Regions from separate parts of the Mus musculus genome. Here region 1 is linked to region 2. A link is a contact called in public HiChIP or PLAC-seq data. All regions are on one chromosome and are shown on one strand. The core of a region is the stretch at or near the end of the contact, and the rest is flanking DNA. Distances in the headings are between cores, read along the strand shown.

Region 1 (3,530 bases), core at 979-3,478, 88 kb after region 2:
TAGCCCAAGTGTCATATGCCTATAATCCCACAGTGTGAGAGGTAGAGGCAGGAAGGTCGGGAGTTTGAGGCAAAACCCCATTTCAAAATGAGACAACAGAAAACTCTCCCAAAACAAGACAAAAAACCCTGTGGATGGGACTAGCCTAAGAAGCTGGACTGGTTAAAAAGCAAGGCTGCTATGATGTGGGGGTTTGGTTTTCAAGAACGACTTGGGTACAAGTGAGGCAAAGCTGAGGACCGGACTGGACCAGACTGGGCAGGAGGCAAGGCATTGGGGATGCTGTGTGGACACTCCCTTTTGAGCCCTTTGTCCCCCACAGCCTAGGACAACCCGGGAGGGCCTCCCCTCCAGGACTGAGCACTTCCTTATCTGGATCCCCATGGCTTCTGAACAACACAGTTGCAGGCCTGCTTCCGTCCATCTGTCTGTCCCCCACAGGGCTTGTCTAAGGCCTTGTAATGATTAGCCTCCCTTGTCGACTTGTGAGACTCACCTGGGGCATGCATGGGAGGCTGGACATGCTTGGCCTGCAGAAGGAGATGGCTTGATTAGGTTCTCTGAGGTGAGAAGGCTGTCCCCTCTAGGTGAAACTGTTTCCTAGACTGTACAGAGAAGTGAGCTAAACAGAAATATTCATTATGCTGGAATGCTGGATTTTTTTTTTTTTTTTTTTTTTTTTTGAGACAGGGTTTCTCTGTGTAGTCCTGGCTGTCCTGGGACTCACTCTGTAGACCAGGCTGGCCTTGAACTCAGAAATTCACCTGCCTCTGCCTGCCTTTGCCTCCTGAGTGCTGTGATTAAAGGCATGAGTCATCAGGCCTGACTGAATTTACCTGTTTGTTTGTTTGTTTATTATGAGTAGCTGTCTTCAGACTCACAGGAAGAGGGCATCAGATCACATGACAGATGGTTGTGAGCCACCATGTGGTTGCTAGGAGTTGAACTTGGGACCTCTGGAAGAGCAGCCATGCTCTTAACCACTGAGCCATCTCTCCAGCCCGTATTTATTTATTTTTGTTGGTTGGCGGCTGGTTTGTTGAGACAGGGTCTTCTCTAGCCCAGACTGGCTCTAAAGTCTCTAATGCAGCCCAGGATGACCTTCAACATCTGATCCTCCTGCTTCTAATTCCCAAGGGCTGGGAATACAGTCTTGTGTCATCACTCCTGGCACTTCTACTTTTGAATTTAGTCATAAAAGGAGTCATAGTGCAAGGGTCTGGTATAAGGTTGGCATTCTGACATTTGCAGGTTTGGAACAAGCACCTGTGCTGGGCATGGCTGCTCATTTCCAGATAGATTCTTACCCCCACAGACTTTGCCCGTACTGGCTGCATGTCTCGGGCTTCCTACTTGTGAAGTGTCTTCCTGTGCCAAGTCTAGACTGATAACCCAGTTAAACTGGAGTCTGCATTTATGTGCAGAGGATCAATGTGTTTCTTGGAGAGAACCTTTGCTGATGTGACATTTGGCTTTAACTTTGATGTCTATTCCAGGACTAGGTATGAAAAAGGAGCGTCTAACTGAAAGCTACTTTCCCCTCTCCCTTTCTCTCCCTTGAGACAAGGTCTTACTATGTAGCCCCAGCTGGCCTGGAATTTACAGATCTGCCTGACTCTGCATCCTGAGTCCTGGGATGCCCTGGCATACCCTGCCCTGCCCACCTTACTTGTTTTAAAAAATAAAAAATAAAAAAGTATATATATACACACATACACACGTATGATATATATTATATATGTGATATATATGATATATATATATCCTTTGAAACAGTGTTTCGTGCATCCCATGCCAACAAACTTGTTATGTAACCAGTGATGATCTTGAACTTCTGATCTTCTGGGTCTACCTCCTAAGTGCTGGATCACAGGGGCAGAGAACTACACCCTACTATAACTGGTTATTTCTTCTCCAAATTTAAATACTGTTTCCTATCTGCCACTGCTTCCAATTGCACAGACGTTAGTTACTCTGATCTAGTGTTCACAATGTTGGGGTTGAAGGTTACAAGGTGGCCAGTGGAGTGCTTGCTTCTGGGTGAGTGGAGAGGGGAGCCATCACCTCAGTGTGGGTGAGGGTCTGCGCCTCCGTGGATGGGAAGGAGGAGGGGGACTCAGATGGACTGTGTTTACATGGAAGTTAATTACTTGGAAGTTAATCAGCAGTATCAGGCGCAGGCAGGGGGCAGACAGGAGACAGAAATAAAGAGGAATTACACGTAAAGGAAATGACATCATGCGGCCACAAATTGGACTCAGTGTTCTTCAGTTTGCAGATGTATGTATGTATGTATGTATGTATGTATGTATGTATGTATGTATGTATGTTTATATATTTTCACAGGTGACAGGGTCTCAATAAATAGCTCTGGCTGGCCTGGGACTCCCATTTGTAAGCTTGCAGAGTCCTGGGCCACCACGCTTGGCTGTAGGACGTGGCATGCAGACACGACTTCTCACCTCCTGGTTTTTCTTCTTCTCTCCACCCAGAAGGCTGTGGGATAAACAGGTATAGTGACAGGCTAAAGCTGGCTTTTGACTTTTTTTATCTTAAAAAAAAAAAAACCACTTGTTTTATTTTATGTGTGTGTGTGTGTGTGTGTGTGTGTGTGTGTGTGTGTGTGTGCCTGAGTATATTTGTATGTACACACGGGGTGAGGGTAAGCCAGAAGAGGTGTCAGTGAAGACTACCAGAGGACCAGGGCCAGTCAACTCCCAGAACAAAGTGGGAGTCCTTGTTTCATGTGAGAGGGGTCTCAGTCAAGGTCTGACTTGGCTCCACCTGCTGGATGGCATGGAGGGTCGCCTTTCTGGTCACCACCAGGACCCAGTTTTCTGCTCAGACTTGGTTTTCCTTGCCTGTCCCAGCAGTGGCTTCAGCCACCTTCCTGCCTGACAGGCTGGCTGGCAACTTATATTCTGTTTTTCGTTTCACAAGTGGCTTTCCCCTCTTTCCTTTTAAAATTGAGAGGAGCAGGGGGCAGGCAGTGGTGGTGCACAGCCTTAACCCTAGCACTCGGGAGGCAGGGGCAGGCAGATTTCTGAGTTCAAGACCAGCCTGGTCTACAGAGCAAGTTCCAGGACATCCAGGGCTACACAGAGAAACTCAATAAACAAAGAAGCTAATTAATTAATTAATTAATTAATCAAAAATAAAATTGAGACAGCGTTTCATGTATACTAGACTGGCCTCAAACTTGGCTGTGTAGTCCATAATAACATTTGATCAACTTGCCCTACCTGTCATTGCAGGTGTGCACCCCATGCCTGGCTTATGTGGTGCTGGGGATGGAACCCAGGGCGTCATACACGTTAGGCAAGCGCTCTGGGAATCATGTTCAGCCCCAAATTCTGCCCCTCTACAGAAGCCTCTACTCCTCCTTCTAGAACCCCACACACCTGTTTTTCCTCCATCCTAGGGCTTCCCCCGATCTTTTCATGCTGTGAGAGTTTCTATAAGTGCATCTGGCACTACCGGGTAGCCCTCTCATCATTGGATGCCTGACTGAGAAGAGAACACCCAAGCTG
Region 2 (3,966 bases), core at 1,341-3,840:
TGCTCCCCTTCAGATTCATCTAGACAGTCAAGACATTCTTTTAAATTCAAATCCCAAGGGGGGGGGGGAGACAAAAAACAAAAAACCCACTGGCACACTAAGAAAAAAAAAAAAGGTTGATGCAATTCTAGCCAAGTACCCAGCCCAATGGTGACTCGTAGTTTCTTTTCTTTCAGGATCTGAGTAAGCTGCCCATAAAAATGTGTTCTGGAGACTTGGGTATGGTGGCGTAATGCTGGTAAATCCAGAATTTGGGAGGTAGAGGCAGGACTTCTGGAGTTCAAGGTCAACCTCACTTACAAGGTCAACCTCACAGTTACAGGGGACCCTGCTTCCAGAATGCAGATGTCTTTGGCTAGGTGGCTCAATGGGTTAAGTCACTCACCTTACACCCACCAAGCTGGCTGTTCTGGGTGTAAGAATCAAGTCTCACGAGTTGTCCTCTGGCTTCTTGCCTTACTTGGGTTTCTATTGTTGTGATACATACCACCCAGCTTAAGGGGGGGGGGCACACAGTTTATTACAGTTTACACTTCTACCCTGTAGTCCACCATTGAAGGAAGTCAGGCAAGAACTCAAGGCAGGAACCTGGAGGCAGGAGCTGAACCAGAGGCCATGGGCAAGTGCTGCTTACTGACCTGCTCAGCTTGCTTGCTTGTTTGCCTTTTGCTTTTGCTTTTTCTGTTTTTGTTGTTGCTGCTGCTGCTGTTGTTGTTGTTGTTGTTGTTGTCGTATTTTGAGACAGGGTTTCTCTGTGTAACAGTCCTGGCTCACCTAGAACTCACTATGCAGACCAGACTGGTCTCAAACTCACAGAGATCAGCCTGCCTCTGCCTCTCCAGAGCTGGGATTAAAGGAACGTGCCTTCTTTCTTACTAACCAGGAGCACTGACCCCACCCTCCACGGTTGGCTCTCCTGAGACAACCATTAACCAAGAAGATGCCTCGGAATCCTGGCCACAGATCCTTCTGGTCCAGACATTTTCTCAGTCAAGGTTCCCTTTTCCCAAATGACTCCAGCTCGTGTCAAGTCTGCAGGGAGCTAAACAGAACATCTCTGCAAACACATACCCACGTGGAGATATAACTCACGTGGAGATATAACTTACGTGGAGATATAACCCACGTGGAGATATAACTGAGTGAAGTCATAAAAGTTTCAAAACAGGGAGTGGGGTTGTAGCTGGGTTGCTAGAGTTGATCACTTAGCGTGTAGGAAACCCTAGGTCCAATTCCCTGTAACTCCAGCCCTGGGAGGTAGAAGCAAGAGGGTCAGAAGTTCAAGGTCATGCTCCACTACATTGGGAATCCAATGCCGGACCTGGAGTGTCTAAGCAAACACAACAAAGAAGAAACAAAACTAAAACTGAGCAAAACAAAACAGCAACCAGCAAAACCAGGTGTGATTAAGTTGACAGATCTAACTGTGCAGGTCCAATCTCAGCTCATCTGTTACTGAATGGAATCTTCCGCAAAGCAGTCAGTAGTTCAGTTTACCTTTCTGTGAAATGTAACTGATCAGACAGGGCAGAACCTAGTGTAGAAAACGTAACAGTAGGAACGTTCTTATGTGGTTAGGTATGGTGGACCATGTCCCCAACCCCAGCTCTTAGGAGGTACAGACGGGGGAGCAGGAGTTCAAGATTCTTCTCTGCTGCTTAGTGAGTTGGAGACCAGCCTGGGCTCCATGAGAGCCTTTCTCAAATACAACAACAACAACAGCAACAACAACAACAACAAGACACTATCTGGGCTGTCAAGATGGCACAGTAAGTAAAGATGCTTGCAAGCCTGCTGGCCGGAGTTCACTGGAAACTGAATAAAAGGTCTAACTCCACACAAGTTGTAAGACAACCTGCATAGGCACACAGCAACACAGGCATATTCCCAAGCAGAATAAAATAAAATAAAATAAAATAAAATAAAATAAAATAAAATAAAATAAGTTTTAAAAAGTACATTGAGCCAGGTGTGGTGGCGCATACCTTTAATCCCAGTACCTGGGAGGCAGAGGCAGGCGGATTTCTGAGTTCGAGGCCAGTCTGGTCTACAAAGTGAGTTCCAGGACAGCCTGAGCTATACAGAGAAATCCTGTCTCGAAAAAAAAAAAAAAAAAAGTACATTGAAAAACCCAGTCCTTCTAGGTTGTTTATCACACTGCTGTCTGCAGGTGCACAGAGCTCTAGGCCTTTATAATTCTCACCTCCGTGTTTGTTTTGTTTTTTTCCTTTGACGGATGAATGAACACATTCACAGGGAACCTTGGTGACAGAAGAAGTTGGGAGCAAGGCAGATGTGGTACAGAGGTTTGCACATCAAACTGAATGGGCTGCGGTGGCCCCAGCTGGAGAGCTGGGTCGCGCAGGACAGTTTGAAGCCATTCATTCCTCTAAGCCTCAGACTCATTCAGTATTCACTAGGTATGGGCTCTAAAAACCAGTGAGGCCCAAATGTCAGTGAAAAACTCTCAATGCACGGTCAGGATGGGAGACACAACAGGAAATGGGAAGTTTCTGTCCAGAGGTCATAAAAGCAGGTCAGAGAAGGGAGGGGGGAGGCGGAAAGAGGAGTGGCTAGAGAAGGAGGCGGCCCCTAGACAGGGTCTCCAGGAGGAAGTAGGTCGGGCAATGCCTTTCAACGGGTAGGGTGGGTGCTTTAGGAGGGGGGTTCAAGGAAGAAAGGATCTGAGCAAGGACGAGTAGCCAAGTAATGAACAGACTGAATTTAAAAACTGCCTAATGAACTCAAGGCCGGGGCCACAAACAAAGCCTGAGGGAGTCTTCGACATCCCTCTGGGTAGGTGGCAGTAACCAAAAAGAAGCATCCCGAAGTCCTTGGGGAGGTGACAGCGGGACTCAGACACCGGAAGGAAGGTGATTCCAAGGCCCCAGGAGACCCAGAGTTTGAAGGCCAGGCCGGGAGAGGTGGGTGTCAAGGAGAGACAGTGACGCCGCTGTGGGGATGAACAGGCAGGAAACTCCCACTCTGTGGCCTGCGCTGGGAAGCAGAGTAAACACGGAGAGAGGAAAAGGGAGCTGCAGGCTCCCCAGAGGTCCTAGAAGTAAATACATAGGCAGAGAGCCACAGGATCCCGGAGGAAGATAGAGCAGGAAGTGGTTTCCCCGGGAGGCAGACTTCAAGGCAGTTTTCTGTGTCTTACCGAGAATATGCTAAGCGGTTTTTGTTTTGTGTTGGGCTTGGGGAATCAGAACCCTGGGGAAACTAGATAAGCATTCCATCCTTTGGTTATGATCTGCAGCTACCGAAATCAGGACACACAAGACCCCAATAGGCCAAATGTCATGAGGAAGAGAGGCAGGGCTCGGTGGTAGATGCCTGGGAGAAAACAGATCTACCGGAGTGAAGGAGCAAATGTCTATGTGATAGATATTAACCAACCCCAGTGGAAAGACAGTGTCAAGAGGAAAGACATGCAACCGTTGTGGCTGACAAACGTCTCATCTTCCTAAAACGGAACTAGTTCCTAGGGGCTGGGGAGGGGCTCAGCCAGTCAGGTGGTAAAGGGCTTGCTGCACAAACGTGGAAACTTCAGTTTGAACCTAGGAGATTATGTGTGTCTATGTGTAGTGTTTGCCTGCAATCCCAGGGCTAGAGAGGTGGAGACAGGACCCACTTCGTGTTTGTTATGTATAGCTAAATCTCCTAGACAATTTCATACTGGCTTCCTGGGTTAGATGAAATAGCACATGAAGTGGAAACTTCCAGTTTCTTTGGAAAGTTAGTTCTGTCGAATGATGTTTTGTTGGGGCACATAGATGAGAGCATGTCTTGCTAAAGTGAACACTTTAAAGACTTGTTTTCTTGAAGCAGACAGGGTTGAAAGGATATTTTGATATAGCGAACACGTGGGAGGATCTGTGATGAAGGAATATAAATAGGACCCCACAGGACAGTGGCAGTGTCATCACAAGTTGAGCTCAACAAGGCCACTTAAGGTGAACCAAC

What was found. HiChIP or PLAC-seq counts read pairs in DNA pulled down with a chosen protein or histone mark.
Region 1: a contact with region 2 is called in an H3K4me3 HiChIP or PLAC-seq map of bone marrow-derived macrophages, with 2.2 times the contacts expected there. The contact joins two enhancer-like sites. A contact is called at or near these places in 3 of 39 promoter capture datasets (cranial neural crest, liver and trophoblast stem cells), 1 of 15 datasets of contacts at CTCF or cohesin (the NIH/3T3 cell line), 5 of 115 datasets of contacts at active chromatin or transcription factors (bone marrow-derived macrophages, embryonic stem cells, extraembryonic endoderm stem cells and 1 more) and 3 of 9 other capture datasets (adipose tissue, liver and pancreatic islet).

The regions. Positions count from the first base shown.
Region 1 is chr17:45,704,778-45,708,307 of GRCm38.p6, forward strand. It overlaps Gm35456 (a long non-coding RNA gene), which reads right to left. Exons shown (of 7, transcript XR_385596.4): 6 at 497-530. Among named protein-coding and RNA genes, the nearest start is that of Mrpl14, 20 kb to the left of the region's middle. Within about 2 kb of position 2,229, at least 14 of the 459 cell types and tissues checked have an H3K27ac peak or open chromatin away from gene starts, as enhancers often do. A contact at or near this core is called in bone marrow-derived macrophages and liver, where this site is marked.
Region 2 is chr17:45,616,566-45,620,531 of GRCm38.p6, forward strand. No RefSeq gene overlaps it. Among named protein-coding and RNA genes, the nearest start is that of Gm52283, 8.4 kb to the right of the region's middle. Within about 2 kb of position 2,591, at least 176 of the 459 cell types and tissues checked have an H3K27ac peak or open chromatin away from gene starts, as enhancers often do. A contact at or near this core is called in bone marrow-derived macrophages and liver, where this site is marked.